Linked DNA regions of Sus scrofa: regions 1, 2, 3 and 5 are each linked to region 4. Evidence: chromatin contacts called from public Hi-C, HiChIP or PLAC-seq and promoter capture Hi-C data. All regions are on one chromosome and are shown on one strand. The core of a region is the stretch at or near the end of the contact, and the rest is flanking DNA. Distances in the headings are between cores, read along the strand shown. Region 1 holds the start of ABCA3 (ATP-binding cassette sub-family A member 3). Region 2 holds the start of TRAF7 (E3 ubiquitin-protein ligase TRAF7). Region 3 holds the start of RNPS1 (RNA-binding protein with serine-rich domain 1). Region 4 holds the start of PRSS27 (serine protease 27). Region 5 holds the start of E4F1 (transcription factor E4F1).

The links. Promoter capture Hi-C pulls out the DNA fragments that hold promoters and counts their contacts. A called contact is a pair of places that touch in the nucleus more often than the background predicts. HiChIP or PLAC-seq counts read pairs in DNA pulled down with a chosen protein or histone mark.
Region 1: a contact with region 4 is called in a promoter capture Hi-C map of fetal liver, with 3 times the contacts expected there. The contact joins the promoter of ABCA3 here to the promoter of PRSS27 in region 4. A contact is called at or near these places in 2 of 5 promoter capture datasets (fetal liver and liver), 1 of 47 Hi-C or Micro-C datasets (embryonic fibroblasts) and 2 of 2 datasets of contacts at active chromatin or transcription factors (alveolar macrophages and skeletal muscle).
Region 2: a contact with region 4 is called in a Hi-C map of liver, with 4 times the contacts expected there. The contact joins the promoter of TRAF7 here to the promoter of PRSS27 in region 4. A contact is called at or near these places in 2 of 5 promoter capture datasets (fetal liver and liver), 1 of 47 Hi-C or Micro-C datasets (liver) and 1 of 2 datasets of contacts at active chromatin or transcription factors (alveolar macrophages).
Region 3: an H3K27ac HiChIP or PLAC-seq map of alveolar macrophages shows a contact between it and region 4. The contact joins the promoter of RNPS1 here to the promoter of PRSS27 in region 4. A contact is called at or near these places in 2 of 5 promoter capture datasets (fetal liver and liver) and 1 of 2 datasets of contacts at active chromatin or transcription factors (alveolar macrophages).
Region 5: a contact with region 4 is called in an H3K27ac HiChIP or PLAC-seq map of alveolar macrophages. The contact joins the promoter of E4F1 here to the promoter of PRSS27 in region 4. A contact is called at or near these places in 1 of 5 promoter capture datasets (fetal liver) and 2 of 2 datasets of contacts at active chromatin or transcription factors (alveolar macrophages and skeletal muscle).

What each region holds. Positions count from the first base shown.
Region 1 is chr3:39,687,827-39,690,526 of Sscrofa11.1, reverse strand. ABCA3 (ATP-binding cassette sub-family A member 3) reads right to left here and starts at 1,394. Exons shown (of 35, transcript XM_005655176.3): 1 at 1,139-1,394.
Region 2 is chr3:39,827,067-39,829,766 of Sscrofa11.1, reverse strand. TRAF7 (E3 ubiquitin-protein ligase TRAF7) reads left to right here and starts at 1,317. Exons shown (of 21, transcript XM_003124733.4): 1 at 1,317-1,512.
Region 3 is chr3:39,737,736-39,740,435 of Sscrofa11.1, reverse strand. It overlaps RNPS1 (RNA-binding protein with serine-rich domain 1), which reads right to left and starts at 1,378. Exons shown (of 8, transcript XM_003481099.4): 1 at 679-1,378. LOC110259946 (a long non-coding RNA gene) reads left to right here and starts at 2,156. Exons shown (of 2, transcript XR_002342443.1): 1 at 2,156-2,700.
Region 4 is chr3:39,393,601-39,396,300 of Sscrofa11.1, reverse strand. It overlaps PRSS27 (serine protease 27), which reads right to left and starts at 1,287. Exons shown (of 7, transcript XM_021086750.1): 1 at 906-1,287. The coding sequence starts at 957.
Region 5 is chr3:39,771,691-39,774,390 of Sscrofa11.1, reverse strand. It overlaps E4F1 (transcription factor E4F1), which reads left to right and starts at 1,367. Exons shown (of 21, transcript XM_021086766.1): 1 at 1,367-2,382. The coding sequence starts at 2,223.

The sequences.
Region 1 (2,700 bases), core at 145-2,644, 290 kb before region 4:
CAATCTTTTCAGGTTTACAAAGGGCAGCATCAAGATGTTTTGAATGAAATGATACAGTTGCTCAGGAGAAAAGAGCTAACTCTTCCACTTGCACCCTGCCCGGGTCTGCACACTGTCACAGGGGCTCAGCCCCTCCGTCCACAAGGCTTCCTTGCGGGCCTGTCATGGAGACGCGCGAGCAAGGCAAGCCCCAGCAAGGGACAATCTGTGCCTCTGGGGAGCTCACAGCTCAGGAGGCAAAGAGGCAAACAAGCAGAAATAACCCTATAAGGTAATGGTTTTAATTAGGCAGCGACCAAGGAAGTGACAAGGGGCATTCACTCATGCAACAAATAGGCACCAAGCATCTGTCCTAAGCCCACATGCAGCAGACAGTGTCTGCCCTCATGAAGCTCAGAATCTACTTCAGAAAAGAGACAATTCCTGTGTACACACAATTTCATACCAAACAGACTGACCGTGGGCATCAGCGCTGTGGGAGGCCCCTCTGTCTAGATCAGTCATTGCCCTTCCTTCTGTCCACACGCAACGCCCACCACTAACAGTGGACCCCTGGCCCCCCACCCTGAGGCCACGAGAAGGAGGATTTTCGAGCAGGGCGGACTCGATTATGGGGAAGCATTCCCACCAACACTGGGAATCTCTGCACCAAGACATGAGCCAGCAGCAGCCTTGGCGGCCCTGCCTCGGCTCCCCAGCCTGGGATGCTGCACGGCTTTGGCAGGCAAGTGCTCAAAGTGTCGGCCGGTGAACGCCTGCGGGGTTTGACGTGGTAGGAGTCTGCCCACCCTGCTCGGGCATGGCACAAAGGATGCCGCAGTGATTGCAACTCCAGGAAGATTAAGTTTCTCCAAGAAGGGCCGGCTTGGAGGAGCTGCCTGAGAGGATGGGGACACGCCCAGAGACAGACCAGGGCCGAGGGGAAGCCTGAGTCAGGGCGGCCTGGCACTGCGCAGAGATGCACCTGCTGGGGCGGCGCCGGGGGGTGCGGGCAGGGCAGGGCCACGGTAGGGGCCGGACAGGGACCGGGGCGGCCCGCGGTGGGGAGGGTGGCCCGGGCGGGGAAGCGGCCCCGGAGCCGGGAGCCAAGAGCCCTGGGAGCCAGCGCGCGCGAGCAGCGGGTCCTGGCGGCACTCACCGACCCTCAGCACCCGGGCGGCGATGGCCGGCGCGCTGCCCTCTCGCGGGGTCCCCTCCCTCGGCTTCCGGCCCTGCTCTGGCCTCGCGGCGGCTGCGGCGACCACTGCTGACAGCTGCTAGGCCGCCGCAGCGGGGAGGGGGCGCCGGCGACCCGAGGCAGCTGGAGGACGCGTCCACTCGGGCTCCTGCAGGGGGCGCGCCGGCCGGCTCGCGCATGCGTTGCAGGCTTCCCCTGCGGGTGCCCGGCCCGCCCTGGGACCCCTCCCCGCTCCGCCCCTGCTTGCGCCTGCGCAGTGCTCCGCGCCCGCGGGGGGTTGGGAGGGGTACGGCCGGCAGGGGGCGCGCGACGCGGGGCGAGGGCTTGGCCTGTGAGGCGAACGGTGTGGCCTCCAGGCGGGCGGCTGAAGTGGTCAGGCAGGACCCTCCCATTTCCCTGGTGGGCCTCCGTTTCCCTCCCTTGCAGTGTCTTTCGTCGGGCACGAGGGTCCTTCTCTTCACGGAGGGAGGGCGCTTTGCGCCCTTAGGCCTGGCGCGGACATCGCTAGGTGTTCGAGGCCCTGAGGGGTGGACGGAGGGCGAGGAAGGTTCTAGAAAGCCGAGAGGTGGGCAGGAAGGCCCAGCACCTCTGGGCGTGGCCGCGGTCGCGGGGCGCAGCTCTGGGGTCCGAGGCCGCAGGCAGGCGGGTCGGGAGGTAGGGTCAGGGTCACCTCGGGAGCGTCCCAGGTCGGGCCGAGAGAGTCCGGGGGCTGGGCTGGGGTCGCCTTGGACCGGACAGTCCCGAGGCCCGACGGGGGTCACCGGGGCGGAGGGGCTGGCGGCGTGGGTGGCGCTGGGCCAGCCGTCGCCCAGGCGGTGAGTGCTGCCAGCGGCCTGTCGAGTCCCAGGACCCTCCTGTGGCCCGACGTCCAGCTGCCCGTCCGTCGTTCGCTGCCCTCCGCCCGGCCTCTGGCGGCTCCCGGCGCAGGTCGCTGGGCCCTGGACGTCGCCTGCTGACCAGCCGGCTCCGGGCCGCCCCCCGCGCGCCTGGGGCCGAGGACAGACGGAATGGTAAAGTCAGGACCCAGGCTGGGGGGGCGGGGGGGAAGGGGGGACCGCGGTCCCCAGAGACGCCGTAGCGGTTAATGCTGGCGCAGCCGGGGCCCCATGGCAGTTACTTCCTTGTTGGTTGGCTTTTTTCTGTCTCTCTCACCAGAAGGTGGATGGTGTCTGTGAGGAAAGGGACCTTGTCCAGATCGTGGCTACATCCTAGGGTCGTAGCATGGCTGGCACAGAGGAGGCACTTTCTTTGCTTTTTAGGGCCGCGCCTGCGGCATGTGGAGGTTTCCAGGCTAGGGATTGAATCAGAACTGTGGCCGTTGGTCTACACCACAGCCACAGCCACATCAGCATAGGATCCGAGCCAGGTCTGCAGCCTACACCGCAGCTCCCTGCAAGGCTGGATTCTTAACCCACTGAGCGAGGCCAGGGATCAAACCTGCATCCTCATGGTTCCTAGTCAGATTCGTTAGCCCCTGAGCCACGCCGGGAATTCCAGAGGATGCACTTCATAAGTATTTATTG
Region 2 (2,700 bases), core at 68-2,567, 430 kb before region 4:
CTCGCCTTAGCTGGGGAGTGGTCTATCCAGCTTTCCGGTCCAGAAACACAGACCAATGTAGGGGTGGAGAGGTGACCGGTTATGGCCCTTTCCAAGGGGGCTGCAGTTGGGAGGAGGGGATCCCTCCTTCCAGTATGTGATTAGGGCCTGAGGTCCTGAGGCATATAGAGGTGTATCACCTTTCCACCTTTGGTTGTCCCGGGTTTTAGCCTCATTCTGGAAATGTGCCAGTGAGATGGCATATGCCTGAAGGGCAGATGTTTCTGGATCTCAGAGTGCCTCAGTGGCGAAAGCAAAGTATAGGATCTCAAGGGAGCTCTATCCTCCTATTCCTTGGGAGCAGGCGTCCTGTTTTGGACGATGATTAATGCCCTGTTCTGACTCACCCGGGTCTGGTTTCCGTTCCTAACACCAACAGGTGTGAGAGTGAAACACATGCGTTCCCATCAACTCACCACCTCTGCTTCACTGCTGAGCACTCTGGACAGACATGGACTCCCACCTTATTAACCAGGCCCCCATGGATGATTTGCCTCGCAGTCTTCTGCCAGGTCACCGATGTTCCTGAAAGACAGACAGCGCCCAAATGTAGACCGAAACCCAATTCTGCCAAGGCCTGTTTTCACCCCCAGGTCTTTTAAGGGCGCTCACCCTGAAGCCTCAGTCTTGCAAAAATAATCAGACTGCACGTGCAGCTTTCATACGAGGTGTCAGAAGTCAAAGCAATTCATCATAGGCTCAGAGCTGAAAGGAGTAAGCAGGCCCAGCCCAGCCTTACCTGTAGGGAGAAGTACCGCTGGAGGTTCGGGACAGAACTGGGAAGTGGGGGCAGGAACGTATAGAATGCTGAGGGCCACGGAGGAGCTCAGACGGAGGCTGGACCTGGGGGCTAGGTCGGCCGGCGGGTTTAGGCCACCTCCGCGGCCCACCTCGGGCCCAGGTCCTCCCGGGACCGTGGTGCACAGAGGTAGGAAGAATGAGCACACCGATCTCTTCCTTGATTCCGAAAGAATGCGAGGGTGCGAGGCTCAAGCTTTTATAGAAACTGCCTCACCTCTGCGATTGGGCAAGCCGGGCGGAAGTATTTGCCCTCCTCACCGCTGATACGCTCCGCTCTCTACTCCCCGGTCTCTACCAATCGCGCCTTGGCATTTCTTTTGGGGGCGGTCTCCTGGACCTGACAGCCGAAACTCCACCCTTTTGCAGAGGCCATTGAACCCAACTGTGAACGACGGATGTACAAAACCAATCAGACTCCGATCTGCAACATAGAGTGATTCCGAAGTCACCAATCCGGCTCTGCGACGTCAGAGCCCGCCGGAAGTCATAGTTTCTTAAGAACCTCCCGTAAGGCTGCCGCCGCGGGTCCCGGGAGCCAGGGAACTACGAATCCCGGCGGGCGCAGCGCCAGAGCGCTTCCGGCTCGAGCGTCCAGTCCCTTTCCCGGACAGCGGCCGAGGGGCACGATGAAGCGGGAGGGTGGTGCTGCCGTTCTCGAGCGGCCACGGGCGGGTGAGTGTCTGCGCGGCGTACTGGGTCTGGGGCTCGCGCCTTGGGGCCGCGCGGTGGGGCCGGGGGAGAGGGCGTGTTGGGGGCCCGGGAAGGGGGGGGGGGTCGCGTTTGGGGGGCGGGGCTGAGGCCCGCCGGGATCTCCCTGTCTGTCCATCAGCTGGTCCGTCGCTCGCTCCCTTCCTCCATACTCTCCTTATTCATTCCTTCTTCCTGCCTTTACTGATCGCCGCCGGGTGCCCAGCACTGTTATAGGCGCCGGGAGACTACGGAGAGTGTGACCCTCGTTCTCTTAGGCTCTTAGGGTTTCTCTGAGCGCAGGGTTTCTCAGTCTCACCACTCTTGACACTTCGTGGCCATCATTCCCTTCCGTGCCTTGTAGAATGTTGAGCAGCGTCCCTGATCGCCACCTTCTAGAAACCAGTATCCTGTCCTTCTCAATGCGACAACCAAAAATGTCTCCAAACATTTCCATGCATTCCCCCTTTGAGAAGCAGGGATCTAGAAAGTGGGGGGGACTGACCATACACAGAGACAGTCCTGAGGGGTTGTGATAAGTGCCGCGAAAGAAAGAAACCTGGCGTTGAGAGAGTCCTGGGGGGCTCTTGAATGGCTTGGGGAGGGGGCGGTGCAGTGAGCAGTCTGTCTGGCCTGGGGAGTTTCTGGAAGGGCTTGCTGAGCAAAGGGAGCAAGAGATGCAAAGGCCTAGAGTGAGAAAGCTTGGCAGACACCAGCAAGGAGGGAGAGGTGAAGTCGGGGAGGCCTCACGGGGATTGTCCTGTGCTGACAAGGGAGGCTGTTGGGAGATCCAGCACAGGAGAGCGGCCATCAGGTCTAAGTCCAGTAAGAAGCCTCTGGTTGTGTGTGGAGGAGGCCCGCTGGCTTCAGTGGGGAAGTCGGTGAGAGTGAGGAGGCTGGGAAGAGGGGGGTGGGGCCCTCTCTCCAAGTCTGTTGACCTGGCCTGGTTGTCTTGAGCCAGGCCAGGGCCATCAGCTGGGGCCGAGTCTGGGGTCCTGCCGGATGGCACCCTGCCCTGGGAGGAGGGGAAGGGTGCCACTCAGCATCGCTGCGCCCCTTGCTCAGAGCCCTGTGCTGCCCAGCCCGTCAGCCCACCCTTCTCCGGTCGCCCCCCCCCCCAAGCACACGTAGGCCCTCTCACCTGGCTTGGGCCTTGGCCAAGTGCGTGGCCTC
Region 3 (2,700 bases), core at 129-2,628, 340 kb before region 4:
ACTGAACCAACCTTACTGAACAGATGACAGAGTGCAGATTGCTGGGCCCCACCCCAGGCCTAAAGATCTGCCCTAATGTACTTTGTAAATAAAAATCTAGCAAGTTATTCTTAAAACTCTGGAAAGTTAAGAACCACAGAGTACGTAAACGCTTCGCTGGGCGAGGCCTAGGTGGTAGAAAGCAATGGTTGACGTTCTCTGTTTACACAAGTTCAGGTAACAGCACAGGACTCTGGTTACCTCCCCCATCCTCCGGAAAGTTGCGCAGTCCAACAGCCAGAGAGAGGAGAGAACAACTAGTTAAATCTCGAGTAGCTACCGTTTCAGGTCGTATCTTCAGAGCCCCTTCCCCGCTGAACAGTACGTTTTAGGCATATTCATGCGAAATTACAAAGGCAAAAAGCCACATCTCTTCTCCACTGATATTTAACCTTCCCGTACCCTCCCTCCTGGGGCAAGCCGGGAAACAGAGCTCCAAGGCATTAAGGGCCATATCCCCAAAGATGGGCACCGAGAACGGCACACAGGAGTCCGACAAATGTTCGTGGATTCCATGTTTAAAGCAAGATCTTCAAAAGGAAGGTCAGACGGTCACCCAGGGCACCCCACAAAGCAACTCTGCACCCACCGGCCCCGGGCCCAACGCGACCTCGCCGCCCCCTGTCCGCGTAGACTCACAACTCCCCACTCCAGGCGCCGGGCCGCGAGAGCTTCCAGGGCAGGGCCTGACGTTGCGGGCCTGGGTCTCCTGCCCGGCGAGAGGACCCTGAGGGTGGAGGCCGAGTTCCCGGCTGCTCCGAATTCCGCGGGCCTCCCTGGGCCCGCCGCAGAGAAGACGAAGCGAGGGCGCCCTTCCGCCCGCCGCAGCCCCGACCACTTCCGGGCCGCGGCCTCGGCGCCTCCTACTCAGCTCTCCTCTGGCCACTCTTTCTTCTTAAGAACTACACCGCGCCGCTAGGCCGCCGTTGCCACCGCGGGGCCGGGGAGAGGGCCGGCTTCACGATGCACCCCGCCGACCTTGGCGAGCGGCCCCCGAAGCTCGGATGGGGTCGGATTCCCGCAACTTACATCTTCCCGCCGCCGAGACCTCCTCCCGCTTTCCTCAGCCGCCGAGGCCGGCGCCGCTCTGGCGTCAGGATTAGGGAGCGGGAAGGCGCCGTCGTCCGGCGCGCAGCGATGACGTAGAGCGCCTCAGCCAATGAGCGCGAGCAAGGAGAATGTTAAAGAGCCAAGGTCGTGTGTAGCACCCCGCGTTGGAGCGCGTACTTTGGTTCCCCTCTCGGGAGGGGCGTCTTGGGCCGCCAGGGGCTGGCTGCGCGGCGCATAGGGCGGGCAAACTGGCAGCTTGCTGGGGCTGGGAGGGCCGTGCTGCGTGGTAGCTCGCGGGCCGGCGCGGGGCGGGTTAAGGCGGCCCTGCCCCTCTCCGTGCGCCTGCGTCCTAGGCTCGCCGCGGGCTTGGTGCGGTCCGTGGGCGCTGGGCCTGAGACCCGGAGTTTCGGGCGGCGGGGTTGGGGGAGGAGTGCGCAGGTGCCGCGGCCTCTAGCCGACCGCCGTGGGGACCGGCCGGGCAGAGGGTTCGTGCGGTTAGAAGCCTCTCAGGGAGTGGCCAGGCAGACGCAGCTTTTACTCCAGCGGAACTCGGCCGGGTGGGTAAGACGGGGTAGTGCCGTCAGAAAGGACGGGCAGCAAAAGACAGGGTAGAAGACGAGGTGCAGGAGTCCCCGTCGTGGTTCAGGGGAAACAAGTCTGACTACAGTCCATAAGGACGCCGGTTAGATCCCTGGCCTTAATTAGTGGATTAAGGATCCGGCGTTGCCTATGAGCTGTGATGTAAGGTCGCAGACGCGGCTGGGATCTGGTGTTGCTGTGGCTGTGTCGTAGGCTGGCAGCTGCAGCTCCGATTCGCTCCCTGACCTGGGAACCTCCAAATACCGCACATGCGGCCCTAAAAAGACAATAAATAAATACATTAAAAATTTAAAAAAGAAGGAGTTCCCATTGTGGCTCAGTGGTTAACCAATCTGACTAGGAAGCATGAGGTTGTGGGTTCGATCCCTGACCTTGCTCAGTGGGTTAAGGATCCGGTGTTGCCGTGAGCTGTGGTGTAGGTCGCAGGCGCAGGTCGGATCCTGCATTGCAGTGGCTCTGGCGTAGGCCGGCGGCTACCTCTAGCCTGGGAACCAACATATGCAGCGAGAGAGACCCAAGAAATGGCAAAAAGACAAAAAATAAAATAAAATAAAATAAAAAGAGAAGACTAGGTGCAGAAGTCAAGGCGCCTCTGCGGAGGTGACACTGCAGCTGAGACCCAAGTGGAAGGGTGCCCTCAGCCGAGAGAAGAGCAGGTGCAAAGGCGCAGAGGCTTGCTGGCAGAAGCCGGGGCTAGGAAGGTGGAGTTTAGCATTTGGGGGGAACTTGGAAGGTGTGCAAGATAAGGCGCCAAGGCTTCATCCCGGGGCTGGTGGACGGCGCAGGCGGGGAGGCATTGCCAGAGCCTCCTGGCAACGGCAAGAGGGTGAGGTTTAGAGGCCCAGGACCAGGCAGGAGGCTGTTGGAGTAAAACCCGGCTCTGAGAGGGCCAGGGCTTGCAGGGTTTGTTGACTGCTGTGTACCTGCTTCCTTCCTTATTGGAAGGAGGGGAGGAAGGTGCACCCCTGTCTCAGAACAGGTGGAACAGGTAGACTCAGCAGGGAAGAGAAG
Region 4 (2,700 bases), core at 38-2,537:
CGGGGCACCTCTGCCCACGTGAAGGGACCGGAGGGGTGGGACAGGACCCTGTGCCAGGAGGCCGGGAGGGAGGAGGGAGCTGGGCAGCAAGGCCTGGCAAGGCCCGGTGGAGCCCAGGGAGGCTGCACCCTCCTTCCCTGGTGGGAAGCCTGCACCCTCCTTCCCTGGTGGGAAGCCTGGAGCCCTGGCCAAGCTGCAGCCTGGGGTGACCTGGCCCGGCCCTGGGAGGTGACTTGAGGACAGGGAAGTAAGGTGGCAGCTGGGCTGGCCAGGCTGGCCCAGGAATGCGGGAGAGTTTCCCTGGCAGAGAGCAGCCCGCCCAGCTGGGAGGGGCCTGGCAGGTGCATTCCCCCCCCCCCGACCTCCCCTGTTGGCCCTTGCCAACCTTCACCCAAGAGAGCGGGGGAAGGGCCGGAGGTGCAGGGCCTGCTCCTCCAATTCCCTCCCTCTGTGCCGGAGCAGGAACCTGGACCCCCGTGTGTCCTCCCTGCCCCCCACTGAGCCTTCACCAGGCTCAGGTGGCAACCCAGCCACCCTTCCCAGGCCCAGATGTCAGTGACCCAGAGATTGGCTGGCGCCCAGCGGTCTTGAGGTCAGATCCTACAGCACCACGTTTTCATCTTGAGAGGCCAGGACCAGAGGGGGCAGAAGCAGCTTGGCTGTAATTTGCCTGAGGCAAGGGGAGGGATGGGATCCGGCCTGTGTCACTGCCTCCTGGTCCTCCCGCCTGCACCCACACCCCCATCCCCAGTTCACTCCACCTGTGGAACCTCCGGAATCTTCCCACTGAGGCAGGAAGGGAGACTGGTGCTGCAGCCCGAGGCCTGGCCGGGGAGTGGGGGCTTAGCTGCCGCTTGGGTAGGACAGAGAGGCCCTTACAGATGCCTGCAATGTCTAAGACTCACCAGTCCGCAGCAGCAGCAGCAGGAGCAGGGCCAAAGCTGGCACCTGCCCCATGGTCTCAGCCTGGCTGGAGTGCCTGCCGGGCAGGGGACTGCTGTGGCAGGAGCTCCGTGACCACTAGCTCTATGTGTAGGGCTCCATGAAGTGGGGTTTTATGCTGGAGATGAGTGTCAGCTCGGCTATGCCGCTGGACCTGTCAGCCAGGCCCGCCCAGTTCCTCTGGGCAGGAAGGAGGCACCCCAGAACCCCGACTCCTCCATGGCCTGGCCCTGAACCCCAAGGGGACAGGCCTCTCATGCTAAAACACCTTAGGGTTTGCGGGCCAGGGTGCGTGTGTCCCATTTATTTATTTATTTGTTTGTTTGTTTATTTTACCTTTTCTAGGGCCGCACCCGCGGCATATGGAGGTTCCCAGGCTAGGGGTCCAATCGGAGCTGTAGCCCCTGGTCTACACTACAGCCACAGCAACTCAGGATGCGAGCCGCATCTGCAGCTTACACCACAGCTCACGGCAACGCCGGATCCTTAACCCACTGCGCAAGGCCAGGGATTGAACTGGCAACCTCATGGTTCCTAGTCGGATTCGTTAACCACTGCGCCACGACGGGAACTCCGCATGTGCCCCATTTAAGTGCTTGTGGCAAGGGTTCCGCCTCCACGGTGACTGACCACACTCTCCAGCTGACCACAGGCCCACCTGAGCTGACTGCGGTCCACCACGCGACCCTCTCTGTTTCATTCATCCGTTCATTTATTTTTATTTACTGAGCACCTGCCATGCGCCGCAAACAGTCCGGGACTGGGGCTTGCGCTTTGCCGGAAGGAGGATGGCTAAGGGCCAGGTCACCTGAGCCTAAGCGGGAGCGTCTGGCGGGCTCCGCCGCTGACCCCAGCGCCCCTCCCCGCCCCCCGGCTCTCCCTCCAGACCTGGGTTCCAGCAGTCCCAGGCCTGGCCCTGGGTGACCCTGACCGGCCTCTCCCTGCCCCCTGCCCGCCGCCGTCGCAGGGGTGGGGGTGGGGTTCCCGGAACGCGAAGGCCAGCGTGGGCGGGGCGGAAGCTGCTTCTGGGAAGGCCGTGCCAGGAGGACCGTCCCCAGGTGTCCCTGCCCTGGGAGCGGCTGGCCGGGTCCAGGACGTGCAGTCGTCGCGGAAGCGGCTCTGGGAGGAAGTTATTTGGGGCACGGAGCTGACGTCAGAGCCGGAGCCGGGGCTCGGCGGCGAGGCCGGGCCGGGACCGGCGGCCGAGGACCAGGTCGGGCAGAGCCGGTGGGGGCTGGGGCGGGGAGCGCCGGATGACCGGCAGAGCCCGGCCTCAGTTTCCCCGCCCACACAGTGGGTGCGTGCGTGGCCTGGGGGTGCGCCGGCGCGCCCCGGAAGTCGGGGACGGCCGAGGTCGCCGACTTTCCGCCCCCTCCCCATCTCCGCGCTCCGGCCTTGGCCTTGGCCTTGGCGGGCGCTCCCGGTCAGCGCGCCACTGCCCTCTAGGGGCCGCCGGCAGCAGCGCCGGGCCGCTGGGGCGGGAGGCTCGGCTCCGCGCTGTCTGTCTTCCTCGCACAACTCCCAGCCCCAGCCCTTCCTGCTCCTCCACTCCTCCGCTCCTGCCCTCCGACCTCCCCTCCGTCTCCGCGTCTCCCGCAGCCCTCGGGGGAAGAGGGGGCGCCACCCTCGACGGGGGACGGCTGCCCGGGCGCTGGCGCCCTCCTCCTGCGCCCCCCTGCCTCCCGGGTCCCTCCGCTGCGCCCCCTCCACGCGGCGTCCCGGAGTCCGGGCGGCCTGTCTGCGTGAGCGGGAGTCCCT
Region 5 (2,700 bases), core at 118-2,617, 380 kb before region 4:
TTCCCAGCTGCCGCCAGAACCGTAGAGCTCCACAACAACCCAGCTGGTCCTCTTCTGGTTTGTCCCTCTCAGAGCCCATCTCTCCTGGATCTTCCTTGCGGACACAGCAGTCAGAGGGATCCTTCGGAAACACTGACCAGCACTCACTCTGCTTACACCCCTGGAATGGTGAATGAGCCCCCCGTAGAAAGCAGCCCCACTGTTACCCCCGCCTAACCTCTGGCGACGTAACCTGTGCCTCACCCTTCTCAGCTCCTGCCAGGCCAAGGGTCCTCGCTTTCCCAGCTGGGCAGCCCTGACATGGAAAAAATATCTGCTTGGTGCCCTTTCAGGGCAGAGCTGCCCACTCCCTGCCCGGGCCGTTGTATCGTGCTTGGGCTCCCCTGGAGACTGGCCTTCTTGGAGTAAAAATGGCATCTGATTCCCCTGAGTCTCTGGAATCCAGCTGAGCCACAGAGAATAACTGAGCTGGGAGAGCATGCCCTATGGGTTTCTAGCCCATGACTCTGGACAGACTTGAGTTAGAATCTTTGGTCTGCCCTTGAGCAAATGTCCTGTCAATTCTGTGCCTCAGTTTCTTCATCGTTAAAATGGGGATGAGAGAGTTCTGGTTGTGGTTCAGCAGGTTAAGAACCTGACTAGTATCCATGAGGATGGAGGTTTGATCCCTGGCCTTGATCAGTGGGTTAAGGATCTGGCATTGCTGAAAGGTGTGGTGTAGATCCCAGATGCAGCTTGGATCCAGTGTTGCTGTGCTGAGGCATTCGACCCCTAGCCCAGGAACTTCCATTGGCCACAGGTGCGGCCATAAAAAGAAAAAAAATTAAAATAAATAAAAGCACTTAGCTTCAAAGACTAATTAAATACTACCTGAAAAAGAATAAAAGGAGGCGTTCCTGCTGTGGCACAATGGGATCAGTGATACCTTGGGAGCACTGGGAGCAGCTTCCATCCCTGGCCCAACGCAGTGGGTTAAGGATCTGGATTTGCTGCAGCTGCGGCTTAGGTCATGACTGCGGCTCAGATCTGATCCCTGTCCTGGGAACTCCACATCCTGCCAGGCAGCCAAAAATGAAAAAAGATAAGAAAAAAAAAAAAAAGAATAAAAGGGACCATTGGGAATTCCCGTCGTGGCTCAGCCGAAACGAATCTGTCGAGTATCCATGAGGACACAAGTTCGATCCTCGGCCTTGATCAGTGGGTTACAGATGTGGCTTGGGTCTGGTGTTGCTGTGGTGTAGGCCAGGGGCTGCAGCTTGGAATCGACCCCTGGCCTGGGAACCTCCGTATGCTTCAGGTGCGGCCCTAAACACACAAACGAAAACCAAAAAACCCCATTATGCTAAGTGAAAGAAACCCGATGCGAAAGACCATGTGTGTCATTCCATTTATGTGATATGTCCAGAAAAGGCTAAGCCATGGAGAAAGAAAATAGTTGCCAGGGGCTGGCGGGGAGGGGAGACGGGGGAGTGACTGGGTACAGGTTTTCTGTTGAAATGATGATGACTTCTCAAACTACATTTCGGTGGTAGTTGCACGACACTGTGTACTGTCACTAACAGTAAATTCTATGTGTACTTATCACAACTAATTAGACAAGAGAATAAAAGTCTTAGGGAAGCTACCCGTGAGCCATCCCCAACTCGGGGGTTGTCTCGAGGTCGCTGGGTCAACATTCAAGGGAGATTCTGTCATCCGAGAAGGGGTCGGGGACGGGCGGCGAACATCACTCTACCGGTCTCAGTTGGAGCGGTGTCCTGGCAGCGGCCCTCAAGCTCATATCCAGGCGGGGCACCCGTGGCTGCACCACCAGCTCAGGGCCGGTCAGGTGGCGCTGCCAGTCCGCCTCGCCCCTCTTCTCAGGCTCTCGAAGCTCGTGGAACCCAAACCCAGCGCTCCAATCGTCAGGGTGGCCCAGCCCCCTGCCGGGCCAAGCCACGCCCCTAGGGCCTTCCACTGGCTCCGCCCCTCCGCCTGTCAGTTCGCTCCACCGTAACCACACCCCTCCCAGCAGGCCCGACCCGTCTCTTCTCACCTAGGGTCTAGCCCCACCTCTGTGGTTCCAGGCCACACCCTCCGGCCCCGCCCCGCCGCCTGCCCATCAAACGCACCCGGGCCCCGCCCCATCGCCCTCAGGTCTGTTTCTCTTGCAGGCCTGGGCGCGGCCCGTTGTTATGACGACACGGTCGTAAATCCGCCATCTTCCTGCGGCGCGTTGCGACATGGAGGGCGCGATGGCAGTGCGGGTGACGGCCGCGCATACGGCAGAAGCCCGGGCCGAAGCCGGGCGGGAAGCAGGCGACCGCGGGGTTGCAGCGGCGGCGGCGGCGGCTTTGGCGCCCAGTGGCTTCCTCGGCCTCCCGGCGCCCTTTAGCGAGGAAGGTAACAGGGCCGGACGGGCCCGGGCGCGGCCAGGGTGGGGGCGGCTCAGACCGGCTGCCGGAGGCCCGGGTGGCCTGCGCTTCGGGCGTGACAGGCCTTTCCAGACCCGGTTCTTTGTGGAGCTCACGTCCCCCCAGGGCCCCTCACGGCCTTGCACGAGCCCCCGAGTTCCTCGGAGCCCCGGGCCCCTCCTGCGGGACTCCCATCACCCTCTTGGACCTAGGTGCCCACCCACGAATACTCACAGGTGTCCAAGCCACGGGGGCTGTCCGTGTAGATGTCTGCGACCGCTTCTCCCGCCAGCCCTGTTCTCAGGGC